Linked DNA regions of Drosophila melanogaster: region 2 is linked to region 1. The links are chromatin contacts, called in public Hi-C maps. All regions are on one chromosome and are shown on one strand. Each heading gives the region's core, a stretch centred on a gene start, on an enhancer-like site or on the middle of the called end of the contact. The rest is flanking DNA. Distances are from core to core; before and after follow the strand shown. Region 1 holds the start of Mnr (Membrane-bound Notch regulator). Region 2 holds the start of slgA (sluggish A).

Region 1 (2,700 bases), core at 148-2,647:
GAAGGAGCGGGGTCTACATACTATATGTACATATATTCCGGGGAATGCAAAGGGGTCTAAAACGACGACGGTGGGCATGGCTGACTTTATTCTGACGGACTGTTGCGTGTTTTGGAGCCAACAACTGCGATGTACTCGTTGCCATTGTTGTCGCCGTTGTTGTTGCTGTTGTTTTTGTTACTTTGTTGTTGCGGCTTCCATTTACTTTCTATTGTATTATATTTTATATGCTTTGACAAAGCCCCAAGCCACTTAGACAAACTGCTTCAACTTTCTGCCCGGCTCTTGTTGCTGTTTATTATTGTTATTTAATGTTTATAGTTCGCCGAACAAGACGCGATATGTGGGTGGTTTCAGGCGGCATCACCCCTTCCCTTTCGGAGGCGTTGGGAAAGGGATTATTAGCCATGTATATTAGATGACGTTACACGACCCGGCCTACAAAAGAAACACGAAGAACCTCCGAGGAAATTGCTAGACAAAGTGGAACACTCAACACTGATCATCGCAATTAGTATGTCCCCATTTAAAGCATGGCTCTTGCATTACAGAGTTTAGGTTTAGAATTAAGTGACAAATAATTCAAATGATTTTTCCAGTATAATTAATACACTGAAGACGTCTTCGCATTAATGCGTTCAAGTCTTTTAAACCTCTTTAACTAACGTTTTGCGTTTGGAACGTTAAGAAAATATGTTTGACCATTTTAGATTTTTCAAAAAGAAAATTTAAAAACTTTTCTCCTAACAAGTTCAATGGCATAATTCGGCAATTTAAACACTGAGCCTGTGAGTTGAAAGCGTTTCCGAAATTCTTAAGCGCTTAGCAAAATTTTTTTTTTTTTTAATTGATATCCATCAATAAAATCAGCTAAAAAAAACAACATTCGAATTGCTAATTAGCAAGAGAGAGAAACGAATTAGAAAAGGCAAAGCAGAGATGACGATCACGATCACGATCTCACACACTCGAAAAAAACTATATATGCAAATATGTTTTAATTGAGCACAACAACAATGGCAACAACGTTGGCGGCACAGATTGGATTCACTTTGTTTTTAGCACTTTTTCGCAGAAAAAATGATTTAATGGCACAAAAACGAAAAAAAGAACAACACAATAAAAAAAAATTTCAGTTGTGAGAAAAAATCCCAAATCATTAGCACTTTAATTGTATTTTGGGTTTATTTTCAGTTTTTTTTTTCGTTAGTTTTTCTTTTTTTGTTTTCTTTTGATTCGAAACGCGTTTCGTGAAATCACCGGCTTACGTACGTTTATAATTTGCGTCAAAATCGCTGAGAACTGCGTTCGTTGTGGGAGCTAAAAATTAAACCGTCGGGAGCCCAACTGACACCTTCAGTGCTTCGTTTTGCACTGAGCGCCAACGCAGCGCCAGTGTAGCGCCAAAAACCGGTTCGGCTCCACGTTCAACGGCTCATGGGGACTCGGGCATCTTCGGCAATTTGGCCTTCGTGCCCGCATCGCATCATCTCGCTCTTTCCCTTGCTCCCGTTCAGCCTTCCTCCTACCATACCCTGCCCTCGCCGTTGCACCAACGCGATTTCAATGCCAAGCCAAAGCAGATGTTACCAGCGTGGATTTTGTTGTTTTGATTTTTTGTCGCGCTCGCACGTGCGCGAGTGTGTGCGTTTTTGTTTTGTTGGTGGCAAGTGCAACGCTTTCGAATACCGTGTAACTTCAGATAGCTCTGATAGAATGAATTTAGAACTATAGCGATCAGCCTAATAACTGTAGTGTTTATTTCAGAAGAAATAAATACATATGTACATATGTATGACAGGAACATAGAACTTCAAAAATACACATTTCATAAGCATTGACCAAAACACACGACACAGCAGTGATTTGAAATTTACACTTCCTTCAATAAGTAAACTTACATACCTAACTGATGTAGCAGAATCAATATTCGCTTACCATATTGCGGTTGTAACAGATTATAACTTATCCCATCTTTAGATTTTCAATAGATTCATTCTGAAAGCCAAACAAATAAATTAATTGGTATCAAAGTTCAGAATCACATCACTTCCTGCATACCCTGCATATTTACCACTAACGGCACTTACTCACACCGGAGTAAAAAGAAAAAGAAGGCAAAGAAGAAAAAGCAGAAACGCCAGTTAAAAGAAAGTTGGCAGCGCTATGATTTTAATTGGGAATCGTTTATGGGACAGAGATTTTTCTAATCCAAATGAGTTATTCGGTCATTAGTAAAGCTATTAGGGTTCCCTCCCGCTCATGATGTCTCTCACTCCCACCCTTGATCACTCTGCTGACGGTATCTTTTTTATACCCTATATGAGGGATTCATAAATATGGTTTCCCTTATTTTTTCAGAAGCTTTTAACTTTTGGTTTGCTGGCACGTTAAATATATGTACATACAAATGTATGTACATACATGCATACATTGTGTACAATAAATACCGATCCAGGCTATTCAGCACAATAAACAATACTTTTTTGGTAAGGAACTTTAAGATTCGGTCAGATTTCGCTTCTCTTCCTATTGTAACATTTATGTACATACATATGTATGTATGTACATATATATGTATTTTCAGTTGTTGTTGTTGTCATAAGCAAGGCAGAACGAATTTTTCAAGTTCAACATGTCGCCGCTTATTTTAATTTTAATCACACAACACAAAACATGAGCCGTGGTTATTGCTGTTGT
Region 2 (2,700 bases), core at 145-2,644, 93 kb after region 1:
GTGCATTAATATTCAATTGTTTTAACATTGTCGCATCAATCGAAAACCTTAAACTGAATTTGTCGCCCTTATGATAGTCTTGCGGTCAAGTTAAGCACCCATTTTCGATACTTACGATGCTTAAAGCTATTTGCTGGTGGTGCCCAATGGAGATGGAAAAACAGACATTCGTTGATCTACAATTTAGTCAATAATATTATGTAATAACAGAAAATCAAGCCAGCCGAAGAGAATGCGAGAAGAGAGTCGCGGCGATAGCGAATTATGTATTGTTTGTTATGACGGCGGTAGGAGGAGACCCGAGTCAGTTTCACACGCATATATCTATGTATATATTTGGTATTTAAATAACTTGTTCTGTTTTTTTCTTGTTAAGTTTCTCCTTTTTCGGGCCGCGTTCGCTAAGCAGCAAAATCAACAGCAGCGGTCGCTCATTAAATGTTAATTATTATTATTTCTAATATGTAGTCGTAACTTATTGCTATATTTGTCGAAACGCAAACAATTTGCAAACAAAAATATATTCATTTTAAAATGGAAACTTGGAATTTTCATTTTGAAGAGCCAATTTTGCAATATTTATCTATGAAACGCCAGTAAGTAATCAGTATACGGGAACAATTTGGTATCTATGTACGCATACATTGTGTATATTAAAAAATATGGAGTGCATATAGTTCTTGTAGTTTTTTTTTACGTTAACATGATTTCTTTGATGCCATAAATGTTTCTTAACTTTCTTACCTTTTTTCTATAAACAATTTTAAAGTAAAGTAAATTGAGACGTAAAAGGTTTTTTTTTGTTAGTGTCACAAGCCGAATCGCTTTGTTTTTAATTTTAATCAGTTTAAAAGATTTTATACGAAGTAATATGTTTGAAATTTGTAACCGAAAAAATCGCTTAAAACAAACCCAAAGGACATTTTTAGAGATCGCTGGTGTGTAGATTTGTGAGACGGCGATAACTATCGATATTTATATTATATTTATATTGCGAGCTGAAAGTAACAAATAGTTCGGATACTCAATTTTGTAACTAACAATAATTCAAACTTTTCTAAAATCCCTTCTTTCGGCACACAGCAAAAGGAAATATTTGGCTTGGGAGGGTCCGATTAGAAAGATTTAGAAAACTTATATTCATTTGGTGGCCTTATATTTGCGTAAATAGTGCAATTAAAATAAATCTGTTTGATACTTTCTTGAGTCCACGATAAGCGTTCTTTACACAGAGAAACATTTTGAATAATTTTCGTACCTGAAACTAAATTTCAAATTTTGCGAGCGTATATTTCGTATCGATATATTTCTCCAGTGATCTGGGTGTAAAGCAAGCCTGTTTGCGAGGCCAGTGTTGCAAGACGCCGGTTGTCAAGAAAGAGACAGGGAGAGAGATGAATAGAAGGAATGGTTCGTTTTTGTTGGACGCTGGTGTGGGAGTCCATTGATAAGATAAGAGCACCGAAGATTCCCGGCCAACCGCCAGGGGCCTAGATAAGCGTGCCGATTTTTATTGGGTAATAAGAGTTGACAAGATGGCGATTAATTTTCGATCGGGTTTCTTTTTTTCGCTCACGTGCAGCCCAAACAGCTGCTGGGGGTGGCCCATCCCCTTTCTGCCCCTCACCGACTGGTCCAACAATTTCTCTCAAGCTTTTTTGGACGAGCTTTCGCCGTGTTGGCCTTAATTTCGCTTCATGTGTTTCAGTTTATTCGCGAATTCAGACCCTTGCGCGTGCTCACGCTCTCTGTTGCAGCAGCAAAAACCAAAAACCCTCGAAAAGAACAACATTGACTCGAAAAAACCGAAAAATAATTATAATTGTACTTGTACTTGTGTGTCTTTTGTGAGGTGAGCAAATGCGCTGACAGAAACGGGAACTTTTCTACTTTTCTCGCAGGCTGCTGTGAGAAGTTTGTCAAACAAACACGAGTTTTTCCGAAAAACTATATTTGGCAATTCTACAAATTCTACAAAATTGTATTGTTTACCCTTATTATTGTTTTTGGGTCGTTGCTGGTTATGTATCGTAGTTTGTTTTTTTTGAAGTGACAAAACAACCGTTAAAGCAAAATTTATATCGAGCAAATAGAGGAAACCCACAAACCCAAGCGAAATTTTGCAGTGTACATGTGAGTGGCTGCGTTGTATTCGTATCATAAAAGGATCTCTACAAAGCGAGGTAGAGAGCAGTAAGCAGTGTTATATAATAGGTACAATTCGCCGCATAGCAACAAATAAGAAAAATGAAGAAAAAAAAACAAAAAAAAAAAAACCATTCAGATGAATTCGCAATTTAAGTACGGCAGCTCCCTGTTTCCCTTTAACCAAGGCGGCCAGAGCGAGACAGAACTTGATATAGCCCATAATGAAGTGTAATGAAATCTGTGCAATGAAACCCGCCAAGTTTTTTCGATTGATTGCAGCCTCCCGTCTGGCGATTATTTAGCGGGCTGCTAATTAATAAATAAAATGAAAAAGGGAAAAGGGGTTAATGGGTGGAAAACTGAGAACGAAAATTGGGGAGAATCAAGGAGAGCCGCAATTAACACCAATTAGTGTGTGCTTTCGGCGCATTTCAATTAAATCAAAACAAATTCCAAATCAAAATCAAAATCAGAAGCAAACGGGGCTGGCATGCCTGTGACGTCACACAGTCGTAGTTACAATTACGGTACAATCTCGGTTACATTTACAGT

The links. Hi-C and Micro-C count contacts between places; a contact is called where the count stands out from the background.
Region 2: a Hi-C map of the Kc167 cell line shows a contact between it and region 1, with 2.9 times the contacts expected there. The contact joins the promoter of slgA here to the promoter of Mnr in region 1. A contact is called at or near these places in 8 of 107 Hi-C or Micro-C datasets (the Kc167 cell line, the OSC cell line, the S2 cell line and 3 more).

The regions. Positions count from the first base shown.
Region 1 is chrX:21,279,774-21,282,473 of dm6, forward strand. Mnr (Membrane-bound Notch regulator) reads right to left here and starts at 1,398. Exons shown (of 6, transcript NM_167735.2): 1 at 1,273-1,398.
Region 2 is chrX:21,372,608-21,375,307 of dm6, forward strand. It overlaps slgA (sluggish A), which reads left to right and starts at 1,395. Exons shown (of 11, transcript NM_001258863.2): 1 at 1,395-1,517. It overlaps waw (waclaw), which reads left to right. Exons shown (of 5, transcript NM_001031918.2): 5 at 1-538. It overlaps bbx (bobby sox), which reads left to right. Exons shown (of 5, transcript NM_001031917.2): 5 at 1-538. It also overlaps asRNA:CR45612 and asRNA:CR45611.